Regions from separate parts of the Mus musculus genome. Here regions 2 and 3 are each linked to region 1. The links are chromatin contacts, called in public Hi-C maps. All regions are on one chromosome and are shown on one strand. The core of a region is the stretch at or near the end of the contact, and the rest is flanking DNA. Distances in the headings are between cores, read along the strand shown.

The links. A called contact is a pair of places that touch in the nucleus more often than the background predicts.
Region 2: a Hi-C map of cerebellar granule neurons shows a contact between it and region 1, with 2.2 times the contacts expected there. The contact joins two enhancer-like sites. A contact is called at or near these places in 2 of 484 Hi-C or Micro-C datasets (cerebellar granule neurons and uterus) and 1 of 115 datasets of contacts at active chromatin or transcription factors (fibro-adipogenic progenitors).
Region 3: a Hi-C map of stem cell-derived neural stem cells shows a contact between it and region 1, with 2.0 times the contacts expected there. The contact joins two enhancer-like sites. A contact is called at or near these places in 13 of 484 Hi-C or Micro-C datasets (the N1E-115 cell line, brown adipocytes, embryonic fibroblasts and 8 more) and 10 of 115 datasets of contacts at active chromatin or transcription factors (the NIH/3T3 cell line, astrocytes, bone marrow-derived macrophages and 6 more).

Annotation. Positions count from the first base shown.
Region 1 is chr14:24,790,958-24,795,463 of GRCm38.p6, forward strand. All of the region lies in intron 3 of Gm31838 (a long non-coding RNA gene), which reads left to right. Among named protein-coding and RNA genes, the nearest start is that of Gm31838, 12 kb to the left of the region's middle. Within about 2 kb of position 2,139, at least 104 of the 459 cell types and tissues checked have an H3K27ac peak or open chromatin away from gene starts, as enhancers often do. A contact at or near this core is called in the N1E-115 cell line, astrocytes, cerebellar granule neurons and 3 more, where this site is marked.
Region 2 is chr14:24,958,906-24,963,411 of GRCm38.p6, forward strand. Gm32068 (a long non-coding RNA gene) reads left to right here. Exons shown (of 5, transcript XR_383267.2): 3 at 3,331-3,427. Among named protein-coding and RNA genes, the nearest start is that of Gm32068, 11 kb to the left of the region's middle. Within about 2 kb of position 2,161, at least 77 of the 459 cell types and tissues checked have an H3K27ac peak or open chromatin away from gene starts, as enhancers often do. A contact at or near this core is called in cerebellar granule neurons, fibro-adipogenic progenitors and uterus, where this site is marked.
Region 3 is chr14:24,937,878-24,942,383 of GRCm38.p6, forward strand. No RefSeq gene overlaps it. Among named protein-coding and RNA genes, the nearest start is that of Gm32068, 10 kb to the right of the region's middle. Within about 2 kb of position 1,869, at least 60 of the 459 cell types and tissues checked have an H3K27ac peak or open chromatin away from gene starts, as enhancers often do. A contact at or near this core is called in the N1E-115 cell line, astrocytes and stem cell-derived neural stem cells, where this site is marked.

The DNA.
Region 1 (4,506 bases), core at 889-3,388:
ATGATTGGGCCTCAGTGTAATGTAATGGACCCAGGGTCCCAAGTCTTTCATTGCAACCATGTTATCTTTAGGCTTTGGCAGTGCCTGGGGACAGTTTTCTTACCTCTGCAATGTTGTGCCAAGTTGACAGCAAAATCTTTCACCTGCTTCCGCTCCAAAAATGGGTGCTCGTTCTGTTGCATTAATGTGACAAATACCCTGTCAGAATGTGGCACAGAGGAGAAAGGGTTTATTTGGCTTACAGTTCTAGGTTACAGTCCATGATTTGCAGGAACTCAAGTTGATCATATCACAGTCAAGAGCAGAGCAGAGACAGACAGACAGACAGACAGACAGACAGGCAGGCAGACAGACAATGCATCCTTGCATGCTTGCTGCTTGTGCCCATGCACCTCACCTCACTCTCACATACTTCAATGCCCAGCCTAAGGAGTGGTAGCACCCACATTCAGGTGGATCTTCCTACTTCCTGTAACAATCAACCCCCTCCCCAAACCCCATCCAAATATATCTATGGGCCAACCTGACCTATATTATTTTCCATTAAGATTCTCCTCCCAGGTGACTCTAGGTTGTGACACGTTGACATCTGAAGCTAACTACCACAGTGCTTCAGACACAAGGGCAGAGTCAGTTGGATGGCAGCTGAGGAAGCTATGCCAGCTGACGTCATCTCTTAGGTCCCATCTAAGCCCTCTGCATCTTTGAACATCTGGACATTCAGCCATTCTTTTAGGTCCAAGGTCAATTTGGTGATAGAGAAAGTGAGCAGGTCTTGATGCAGCAAACATAACCAGATCCTGCATCTCCTCCTTCTGTGGTCCACTCCAAAGAGGTTGGTGAAGACATGCACTCGTCTGGCCTCCATAAGGATCAATCAGAACTAGGACTGGTAGAGATGGCTGAGGATGTAATGGGCTAATAGTGCCTGTATCACTTCAAAGAGACACCTAGAGCCAATGGAGCACAGTGGAAGGAGGACAGGGAGCAGAAAGCCCTCTCATCTCCCCACTAAGTATTTTCAGAAGAGTGTCTAGGACATAGTGGGGCCTTGGGCCTGGTTACTAGTTGTTGGGTTGAGTTTACTGGTTGGCAATGTAGACCTATGTCTCCAGCTTTTGTGACCTTCTCTTTGTAGTTCTGAGAACTACATTTCCAAGGATCTTTGAATGAATTTTATAATATTTCAACAGGAGGCAATGGTGTAAGATTCAGAAGTGGAAAGGAAGCAGAAGCCATATCATTGTCCTCCTGCTAGAATGGGCAGATGGGTGGGACTAGGTAGATAGGATACTTTAAAGACACTAGAAGAGATGCTTGTAGTCCCCACAGCAGTGTCTGCTGGTCCTGCAACATCTTCCTTTTTGTACAGAACCTTTACACTTGATGTACCAGCACTGTTCATTTGTCTGTCTGTCCCCGGTGTTCTGTATCAGTTAGAAACCACCCTCCTACTTAGGTGTTGAAAGTGACAGTTATATACTTAACCCACCACACTGTGGATTGGACTGGAGCCTGGGCTGGGCTCCGCAGATTGCTTCGCTGGTCTTGGTGGAGCGCACTCACGCATCTGTATCTGTTTACAAGGTGACCCATCTGCTGATTGGTTGGATGGTCTCTCATTGCATAGCAGTAACTGAGCTTAGCCATGGGTTCATGCAGTGCACTGTGCAGGGTTCCAGGAGGGTTGGTGGGGAAATGTCAGGTCTCTTGAGGCTTCAGCTTATTAATAGTATGACATCTGTCATATTTTCTTAAGCAAGCTAAGTCACATGACCTACCCTCATCTAAACTCCCATCGTGTTAGGTACAGAACGGAGGGAAATCATGGCCAGTGTTACAATTTACCCACTTCTTATATTAAATCCTTTCCTGCTTGAAAGAGCTGGGTGGCTCCTGTTTTTCTGACAGGTACAGTATCAATGTACATCCAGACAGCAATCAGAGAGAGGAGGCAGCCCCCACCCCCTTCCCTCACTGTGATTTTGTTTTGTTTCAGTTACTTGTTGACTAACCATGTCCTGGAATTATTAAATGGAAAATTCCAGGCATAAATGTTTCAAATTGTGTGCTACTCTGAGTAGCATGAAGTAATCCTGCCATTGTGCTCAGTTCTGCCTGGGATGTGATTGGTTCCTTTGTCCCGCGTATCCACACTGTGTATACTACCCTCCCACTAGTCATAACCATCTCAGTGGTCACGTCAGCTGTTGCAGTAGTGCAGATGTGTGTACAAGAAGCGTGCGATGAGATGCCTTTGAAGAGGGAGAAGGACATATTAATGCCACCTTTGTTACATCATGTTAAACTGCTGCATTTTATCATTAGTTAATATTGTTAATCTCTCCCTGACTGGGCCTCACTTCATAGAGTCCCTTGCTTTTCTCTCCAAAGTGGATGAAGTTAAACTCATTGCGAACAGAGTAATGGTTGCAAAAGATGTTTGAATGAGTTCATGGCCATAGCCTGTGTTTGTGTAAAACCTCCCACCCAGGGGGCTGATGGAGCAGGGCCAAGGGGCAGGGATCTCCTGATGGGAAAGAAACTGGAAAGATGTTTGTCAGTGTTTCTCTATCCGCCCGAGTTCCCTGGAACATTTGGGGACGTACAGTTGCCAGCCAAACCTTCCATTTGAGGCCTCTGTGTTGGACTCACCCCAGAGTTTGGGAAAGGCCTAGAATTGCGAGAGCCAAGACAAACTGGAGGGCTGGCATTTCCTTTGCACTCCTCCCATCTGCCCTCTTGGCTCTGGGTGTGGTGAGGCCCTGTGGATCCTGGCTTGCATCCTCCCAGGCCTCATGGGCACAGTCTCTTGCAGGACCACTCCCCAGCTCCTCGTTACACCCCAACTCAAGCTGGCCGTGAGTCACAGGGATAATGAGCCCGTAAATAAATTCCTCCTGCATCAGCTCATAGGGCTGGAGGTTAGGCTGGGGATGTGGCCAGGGCAGGCACAGAGATGCAAATATCCCCTCTCTTCTCTCTAGGGCACACATGCAGAGGGTGCTGAAAGCATCAGAGATCCCTAGACTCCTCCATTGGCATCTCACACAGGGGGCAGAGAACCTGGATCCACACTTCTGTAGCCTGGTCTGTTTTCAGAGCCCAGCTCTGGGGGAGGTTGGCGTCTGGCATCCAGGCTCTGCGTATGCAGTAGGGTGTAACCAGGCAGGGTGGGGCAGGAGCTTCTGAGAATCAGGGGCTGGCTTCAGGATGGCTGGACTCTGCGACTAGACTACAAGGGAAGAGGCTGTAGACCACCACCAGAGGCTGGGGACCTGCTAATGCACATCAAAGGGCAGAAGCATGAGGTGGGGCCAGGGCTTGATTGGTAATCTTTTGAGACCCTGTCACAGCGCCTTTTGTCTCTGAACTGTGTGGAAGACAACCATTCTGCTTTGGTGTCTGGCTATGTTTGTTTATCCTTAGGTCCTTCCAGCAGCCTTTCTAAAACATGCTTGGAATAAAACCATGGAAGAGTTCCCTACATCAGTAACAACACCAGTACCGTTTCACATCATTCCCCCCAGTATCTGCTGTGCTCCATGCCCCCTGCCTTTTACTTCGATCTGAAAACCCTTTGTAACAGGATTGACCGAGCTGTATCACAGTGACATCGGAGCCCTTGGTCTCAGTGGCTTGTGACTTTCTGTGTGTGTTTTTCCTTCACGCAGCACTCGATGTGGGTTGGCAGGCTGCCCTACATCCGGTGGCCCGGAGGGTCAGGTTCACTCCCGTACCTGCTTTATTTGCTTGTTTCTTCTTTACTGTCTGACGTTACTTGACTGCTCTGTTTCCCACCCCTTGATTCAGGGATCCAGGTTCCCTCCGTTTATGAGAGTGGTTTCTCAAAACTGGAGCTTCCGGGGCCTGGACAGATAGTTCAGTTGGTTAAGAGCATCCGCAGAGGACCTGGGTTCAGTTCTCAGATTCCATGTGGAGGAATCACCTGACCTATGTAAGTTCAGTTCCAGGGAATCTGACTCCCTCTGGCCTCCTCAGGCACCAGGCATGCATATGGTGGACATACATACATGGAGTCCCCAAAGTGTCCACGGTGGTAAATGTATTAGGTTCAGAACTGGCACTGCTCACTTATGTTCACAGTTGTTTGGGTAAAACTAGAACCAAACACAAAAGCAAAAGAGCCAAGCAGCAGAGCAGGGAGCAAGGGGCTTGGGGAAAACACTCACCTCTGTTGTGTCTTCTTCTAGCTGTCAGGGCATTGAGTGGCAAGGAGTGGAAAGGAACTTTGGGCATTCCGAGTCAGGAAAAGTGTACCAAAATAACACTATGGAGGTTAGCAAGTGTTCTAGAGGGCAGAATAAATACATGCTTCAGGGCTTTCCAGCTAGGGACAACATATGGTCAAGTCACACTGGAGGGCACCTCTGACACTGCTAGTGAGCATGGTCACCGAGTCAATCCCTGCAGGCAGGATTGGCTCTAGACATGGCCTGTGCTGGGAGCCATAGCAACAGCTGCCCTCTACAAACTTGATTTGGC
Region 2 (4,506 bases), core at 911-3,410, 170 kb after region 1:
GTGTGCCTCCAGTGGCGTGTTTCTTCCAATCAGGCCTCACCTCCTGGTGGCCCATGCAGCTTTAGATGCATCCACTGAGGGAGAAGGAGCCATCCAATGTTGTCTAGGTGTCACCGGGCCCTTCATGCATGAGCCTTGGCGGGTAAGCATCTGTATTGAAACAATGCCAGGCTGGATGTAGGCTGTCCTCCAAAGATAGGTGTGGAGAAGGCTTATTTCTCATCCTATTGTGCTACTAGGAAGTGGTACAGTTTTCAAAATGTGGAATCTTATGGGAAGAATTTACACCACTGAGTGTGTGTATCACCCACTGCCCATTTGCTTCCTATCCACCACGAGGTGAAAACCTTCCTTTGCCACACTCTCACTGTGAAAACAGTAGCTGGAATGACCCCTTGCCTTTGCTAAACTGATTGTCTAGGGTCATTTGTTACAGTGACAAGCGACTGATAGTCATCCCAGGCTAAGCTCTGACTTTGCCCTCCAGGGATTACAGTTGGCTACACCCTCTACCTCTCCTGGCCCTCTCTTTGGGTTGCCCCTGCCCATAGGGAACATCAGGGTATGCAGCAGATCCCCAAATCCACCTGTGTGTATGCACTGGAGCCCTGTCAAAGCAGAAACAGAGCCCAAAAGATGATTTGGGTGCCAGTATGAACCTGATACTGTAGCGTTTTCCTTGCCCAGGGGCACCAAGCAGAGCCTGCTGCCTGGGTGGGCTCCATGTCTGCAGAAGACCCAGTTCTAACATCACAGACAGTACCTTCTACAAATGTCCTTTGGTGACAGGGGTAGGCAACCCTTTCCCCTCCCCAAAACCTCTTTTATAATGGAAACAGTCTCATTCATGAGGGTCTTCCCTAACAAACACCAAACCCTGTAAAGGCCCACCCCTCAATGGCATTGCACTGTGTGTTCGTGATTAAAATAAACTTGAGGGTAGAGTCACAAACCATAGTAGGTTTCTGCGTGATTTTAGTTGGGATTTCTTTAGAACTCGACCTCCTTCTCTCCTATTCCCCTGAACTTTGACTCAGACAGAGGTAGAAAGAGGCTGGCAAACAGGTGACAGAGACAGAGTGGGGGGGGGGGGGGAGGAGGAGGAAAAGTGGGTGGACCTAGAGAGGATAAGAGAGGCAGAGGAAGAAAGAGTAGAAAGAGGCAGTGATGGAGGCTGAGAGAGCAAGCCTGTGGTGAGAGGGGAGGGGAGGGCACGCTGCAGACTGCAGGCCTGGCCCAGGCAGTGATGAAAGGCTGGCTGGCCCTGTACCGTCTGCCTCCGGCATGCAGCCCAACTCACAGCGGTAGCAGTTGGACCAGGCACTTGGCTCTCTCTGCTGAGCCCAGGCCTCTGTCCCTGACCTCAGCACAGCTGCAGAACCTTTGTGCCCTTCTATGGAAGCTACCAGGCTCCCTGCCTGCTTTGAGGCCCGAGGAGTGGGCATTAGTAGTATCTGTTCTCCATGCTTGTCTGTGCCAGGGAAAGAAACATGTGCCATCAGCTGGGCTTATCCAGAGACCCACTGCATTGGCATGGAGATGAGGCATGTGTCTCCTGTGACAGTGTCTTGCCTTCTTAATCAGGGACTTACTGAGGAGTGTGTTGAAATCAGCTGGCATTTCTTAAGCTCAACAAATAGGGATCTAGTATCTCCCTCTAGGGTAGCATGTTTCAGAGGATTCAGAATCCTCCTCCGTTCCCATTTCTTGTATTTTCCTTAATGTCCCCAGCCCATGGAGACTACCCCATAAGGAGCAGGGTTCTAAAACGACACATGACTTGTCAGGCAGGGTCAGCTTCTGAAGGGACAGCCAGGCTCGGAGAGGCTTCAGTGTGTGAACTCTGCTGGCTTCCAAGTCTGTGGATCAGGGCTAGGGGCTAACTGTGGGTGGGCCTCAGGAGCCAGGTTGGCGGGTGTCAGCCAGCTACAACCCCAGCCCCCACCGTGTGTTGTGGAGACAGTGCTATAAACTTCAGGATGCAGTGTGAGTCAGCTGCGTAGTCTTTAAAGAGATGAGACTCTTTTATAATTCTTTCCCTTGAAGGTCTGCTCATGGTTTTTGCTTTCCTACATTTGACTGGGACCAGAGCCCAGAAGCTTGCTGGGTGGCTGGGGACAGACATGGCCCTGGGACCTAAGGCATGGTCAGAAGTAATTGATGTGGAATGAGATGAGGAAATCATTTCCCTCAATTCCTCCAGAGTCTGAAGCAGAGATTCACGTTGGTTCAAGAGGCAGCAGATGGACCCAATAGGAGTTGCAGGGTGGGTCTTGTGGGAGGGAGCCAGGAAGGAGGGGAGGGAGGGATGAGAAAACAGAGCCAGAGAGGTATCTTGTGGGCTGTGAGGCTTTGAGTTTCGTAATGTTGTTGGTCGTCCTTGCCTTGATGGCCTCAATATAATTCTGACATTTATTATATACCAGTAGACAGTGAGCTCTTGGGACACAGGCTTGGTCTAGAAAGGTGTCCAAGATCCTTCCAGGAGTCGGAGGTAGTTAGGGGCAGGAATCTGTTGCCTTTTTCAGAGCTTGGAATTAGAGGTTGAAGCCATGCCTGCCCAAATAGTTAGGGCCCAAAGGCCTCAGCTGACATATGGGTTATAGATGCTTGGGAACTGCAGCCAGAGTACAGGGTTCGAGGGTGACAGGCACGATGCTAGATAGTGAACCAGGATCAGCAGACTCTGCCAGGCAAGAGGGAGGCAGAGCCTGCTATGTGGAGATGTCCTTGGCAACAGGGTAGTCTAGTGAAGAGGCAGATGCAAGATCATCCCTCCCTTTCCAGATGCTTCTGCTGGGTGGAGGGACAGGAAGAGGAAGGGAAGGAGGGAGAGGAGGAGAAAGAGGAGGAGCGAGGGATAGGGAGAGTTTGAGAACATGTGTGCTGAAGGAGCTGGATGGGGAAGCTGAGCCAGGGTCAGGTCCCAGGACCAGGTTTCCCTGGGAAGAGTCAGGAGACAGGAAGTTTACATCACCCGTGGATAGAGTCCAGCATCTTTCCATGCAGAGGGAGCTTGGGGTGAGCCTGTGGGTTGCATTGGAATGACTGGCCCCAAATACCATTCCTCTCCATTTCCATGGCCCTGCCATGGCCCATGTGGAGCGGAATAGTTTCCATACCTCTTAACCTGGGGCTCAGCTTTGTAGCTTGTTTTGGACAATGGGCAACATACCTAAGTCAAGATCCAGAAAAAAATGGAGCAGCCTGGAGTGAGGCTTGCTCTAAAGCAATGAGGTGAGATTTGAGGCTGAAGATGTCTGGCCAGTGGGAAGAAGTGACATTGTTCCAGTCTCGGCCAAGGTCTCCTTTGTTTTGGCTTGTCCACAGGAGCCTTTGGGTTGTCCTGAAGTGGTACCAGCCCTAGCAAGTGGGCAGGTTTAAAGAGCTGGAGTCATGAGACCAGGGCTACCCAAGCTGGCCACGGGTGAGTATCCAAGTGTCCTGATTTGCTGAGGACAGTTTTAGTGACTAAATTGAGACATGGATCACCTGTCCTACACACCAGCAGCCAGGACCATGACTGCCTGCTCCACGGGTACCACGTTCACAGAGGCTGTCCTCACCTTGTCTAGAGAAAGCTCACAAGGGCCTCTCAAACTAGAGAAGCTGCTAAGGGGGCAAAGAGGTTCTAGCTGAGCTTGTCCCAGGTAGGCATCCATAACAGAAAGGCCCATCTAAGATGCAAGGACCACCATGGGAAGGTAACGGGTGTCCCATCGTAGCCAGGTTCTCTCTGGGGTCTATGATTTCGATAGACTAACCAGAAGAGACACCCAGTATGTCCATCCTTTGACACTTTTAGGACTTCTCCTTCTACAGTCTTTTTATTATTGGAGTGTGTGTGTGTGTCTATGTATACATACATGTTTACAATTGTGTGTGCCTATATGGAGATTATTTTTTTCTGAGACAGAATCTCTTGTTGAGCCTGGAACTCACTCTTGTAGCTAAACTGCTGACTATCACGACCCTGGAATCCTTCTGTTGCTGCTTCCCCAGTACCAGAGTCCCAGGCATGGACTACAATCCCTTAATGAGAACACCAGTCCTCAAGCTTGCTCAGCGAGCACTTTATGCACTGAGCCATCTCACTGGCTCCTATCTATCTCTGGCCTTGATACTTGTGTTCTGTTTTTCTGCACGAGCCTCAGAGCCTGCACAGAGATCCAGTAGCTGAGGAGAAGGATACAGGATGCTCAGGGCCATCTGAACTCTCTGAGTCCTGTCTTTGGTAGGAGGAGCCTATGGTCTTCTGAGAGTAGACATAGTATCCAGATCAACAGGAGCTGCTTCCTTGCTCAAACTACTAAGCCAAGCTTATCTCAGATTCCAGGAAAGCCTCCTGCAATGGCCTCTGGGCTCCATGCTTATGCTGACAGCAGGATTGTGATCTCTTGTATATTGCTGCCCCAGAGTACTACCAGGCAAGTTCCACTCCTTCCTGACGCCTCACTTTACCCCTCTGTATAGTTGAGCGATGTGAACAGCCCTTCCAGCTCCCAT
Region 3 (4,506 bases), core at 619-3,118, 150 kb after region 1:
AGATAAAAGAACACATTTGTACTCCCCCCCTGTTCCTGGCACAGGATCTTTAACACCATCAGACTCTCCCAAATGACAGGAGTGACTTCTGCATACTGGTGAGGTGACTGGTGGCCTCTAGACCATTCCAGGATGGGGTCTGGTCAAGAACCAGGTCTTGGCTCCAGAATGGGGACATTCAGATCTCCTGGAATCAGGGAGAGAATGGAGTTCACTCATTCATCCACTCACAGTGATGGCTAATCCATTGGGTCTATGCAGTGGAGTCTACTTAGTGCAGCTAGACGACAGGGCTTGGACTACTCCTAGTTGCAGGGATGTGGGAGGATTGCATTCTCAGAGCAGGCATCGGAGTTCCAGACTGATCTTTCTTCATTCACAGCCTTCCCTAGACATCTCTTCCAATTTCTCTATCTGCTTCCAAGTTGTAGATCTGATGGCGTACTTGCAAACGTTAACAGAGTGTTGCCCTGAGATCTGGGGTCATCCTCATGAATGCTGAAGCTGAGTAGGATGTAGTTATGTGGATCCCTGCATTTATAGCTGGACTATCAGAAGTACCCACAGGCTAGAACTCGACAATAGTGTTTAAAGTCAGGACTGCCATGAAGGATTGACCCCTTTTGCAAACCTCTAGCTCCAAAAAATATTTACAATTCATAACTAGCAAAATCACAGTTATGAAATAGCAATAAAAAAATTTTATGGTTGGAGGATCACCTCAACATAAGGAACTGTATTAAAGTGTCACAGCATTGAGAAGCACTGGCCTAGACTGTCTACACTGCCCTATAGTCATCGGTGTCAGAAACAGATTGAATCGCTGTGTGTCAGAGTGGCATTAGGGAGCCAGAAAACTAGTGCTAGAAAAAAAAATTTACCTGATTGGTGTGATAAAGAAAGCAGGACTCGCTATCTAAAGAAGGGAAAACACACAGGCTACACCATACCCCAGTGGAAAATTCAGCTTTACCCTGTAGGAGCAGGTCGCTACTGTTCTGCCAGTTGGTGGAAGATGGAGTGAATTTCTCAGGAGAAACTAATCCATTGTGCAAGGAGAAAGAAAAACAAAAACTAGGTACCCTTAGGGAGAGCTCTTGTGATTGACAGGGCCATGAGCTGAGCCTGTGGGACCATGGCCATGGCTGTGCTGTAAGCTGGCTGCTGCTGGGTCCAAGCTAGATATTGACCACCAGTCTCCTTCTAAAAGTGAACGCTGGGATGCTTTTCTGAGTTTCATTTGTGGCAAACTAGAGTACCATCATTCACCCCAGGCCCTTGCTGAAGCTGAAGACCTCTTGGTGTGAGAGAAGAGACAAGTGTGGGAGAACCATGGAGGATGGGAGGAGGGAGGAGGGAGGAGGGAGGGCTTTGGGAACTAGAGGAGCTATGGCGTGTATTCAGTTTCCTTCTTGTTCACTACATATGCCAGTCGGGTGCTGCTGAGGCTTCTGACCCATAAACTTCAACAACAGGAATGGAAAGGAGAGAGAGAGAACGAGCAAGAGAGAGAGAGAGAGAGAGAGAGAGAGAGAGAGAGAGAGAGAGAGAGGAAACCTATTACCCATAACTAAAGGACCAGATCCAGGGCACCCTAAGGACAGAAACTATTCGTAGTGATATCCGCACTACTCCAGCTGAGCACTGGCAGAAACCCTCACCTGCACACACACACACAGACACACAGTTTTACAGACTGGAGCCAGGAACTGGCCTTCCACTGGCCCTCATGTCTCCCTCTGCTTCACGGGCTCAGAAAGGGCTCTGCTCCCTCATCGGAGCGATGCCAAATGGGGAGGAATAGAGAGACCTTTCATCTCCCCCCAGCGGAACTAGGCACTGCTCCAATTTCTGTGCCAAGACAGCGTTGGCTGGGTTGAGTGGGGAGCTGCTCTTTAATTCCTTTCCCAGAGGAAACAGTCTGCGTGCCAGTGCCCCCATGGTTGTATCAGTGGCCTCCAGTAGGGAGCTGAGGGTACACTCAGGAAGCCAGGAAAGGGCCTTCTAAGAGGAAAGAGTCCAGGCCCTTTTCCCTTCTTACTCTGGAATCAGTGGGTCCGTTAGAGGAGCTGCACTTCTACCTCCTGATCACCACACAGGAGCATAGATGGTGGGAAGCAAGACTATGACCCTTTCAGTCCCTGGTGTCAGCTCTGTGCTGTGTGAGCTTCCTCCCCAGCAACAAAGCCAGTGAGTCAGCCCTTTACTTTAGCCTCCTTAGTGACAGTGGCCCCTGCTGGAAGCTGAATACAGGGACTCCTCCAGCTCTCCATCATGTCTTTTAAAATGGACAGCTTGGTTTCTTTTAACAGAGAAGAGAATCAAATAGAATTGAGTTTCATGACATCATGTGTAAAGTGCCAAGGCTATAGCAATAACAAAACTAGGTCCTATTGCAAGCAGGAGAACATGCTGAGTAACGATGATAACCAGCAGGAAAATGATTCAAATATCGGAAGGATCTGCCAAGGACTTTAAGGCAGTCATTGTGAAAGTTCATCAATAAGTAATTATGAATTCTCTTCAAGCAAATGAAAAGGGTATCTCAGTAAAGAAACAGAAACTGAAAAGCAAGAAAAATGGATGTTGTAGAGAATGCAATAACAAACAAATAAAATTTATCTGAATGGACTTAAAAGCAGAGCAAAGATGAAGAAGGGCAGAAATAATTACGGAGCTAGAGGGCAGATGGACAGAACATACACAATTTGGTCAACAGGTTAAATAGACAAAACTAGGAAGTCTTAGGGACCTAGCTGACCACATCAGAAGATATGTCTTACTGAAATTATAGAAATGAAGATCTGTAAAGGCTTACTGATCTAAATTTAGCAGGAGAAACCAGATTCAGGAGGTAGAATCTCATACAAACCCAAGAAAATCCATGACCAAGTACAACACATTTATAGTTCTGAAAACTACAAAAACCCACCTGAAAGAAACAACACAGAAAGATGTTCCCTTCATGTTGATTACTTTATTCTAAAGGTCCAGCTTGAAATGGCCTCATTGTGAGTAGCATGCAGAGGCTGGGGTGCAGGAGAGAACGAACATTTCAGTACTTATATAAATCCGAGTAGGCCATGGGTCAATTCTCAAGGACAATTTAAAGACCTCTTGTGGAGCGAACAGGAAATAGAGCAGAAAACAGACATGAGCAGCAAGAACCATGGTGGGAGGAGCTCAGTAGGAGCCGTGGTGGGAGGAGTTCTATTTTTTTGGTGGTGGGGGTGGGGGGTCGAGACAGGGTTTCTCTGTACAGACAGCCCTGGCTGTCCTGGAACTCACTCTGTAGACCAGGCTGCCTTCAAACTCAGAAACCTGCCTACCTCTGCCTCCCAACTGCTGGGATTAAAGGCGTGCGCCACCACTGCTTGGCTAGAACGCTGTTGTTATGAAAGAGGAAGGCTTCCAACCAGTTGCCCAATGTCTCACCCAGATGAAGCAGAAAAGCAAAGAGATCCAACCCAAAGTAAGCAGAATAAAGAAGTAACAGAGATGGGATCTGAAATCAATAAGATTGGAAGTGGGAAAACAGAAAAAAAAAAAAAACTTTAATGGAACAGTAACAACAACAACAGGGTTTTTTTTTTCCCAAAAAATAATATTAAAAGTCTGAAACCTCAACCTAGGCTGAAAAATAGAAAAATAGAAAAAAATAACTGATATAAAAAATAAAAAGATATGATCACAACAGATATAATTTTATTAACATTAACAGATATAATTTTATTAGCATACAGGAGTACCAGGAATAAATTTGTATAACTCTGTCAACTTACAATTTTTTTCTGAAGTCACAAACTATTAAACTAAGCCAAGAAGAAATATAGAACTCAAATAGTCCTGAGACTGTTGAAAATTGTATGTATAACATAAAGATCTTAAAGAAATCTCCAAGTTTAATAATGTGTTGATTAGCTTTACCAAGTATTTGAGGAAGAATTCACAGCAATTCTGCAAAAATCTTTTCCTATAAATAAGAGGAGACACAACTCAATTAATCTTGTCAGACTAATATTATCCAAGTATCATTTGTATTTTTTTAAAAAACTACATAGAGCAGTATCTCTCATGAACTGAGACCTCAGTACTAACAGTACAATATTTGCAAGTAAAATCTTTAAAGACATAAATAATTATTATTAAATAATATTCACTCCAGGCATACAAGTTTGGTTCAATATTTGGAGACTGACATTTAATATAAACTACCATATTAACAGATTGTCTTAGTCGGGGCTTCTATTCCTGCACAAACATCATGACCAAGAAGTAAGTTGGGGAGGAAAGGGTTTATTCAGCTTACACTTCCACATTGCTGTTCATTACCAAAGGAAGCCAGGACTGGAACTCAGGCAGGGCAGGAAGCAAGAGCGGATGCAGAGGTCATGGAGGGATGTTTCTTACTGGCTTGCTTCCCCTGGCTTGCTCAGCCTGCTTTCTTATAGAACCCAAGACTACCAGCCCATGGATGGCACCACCCACAATGGGCCCTTCCACCCT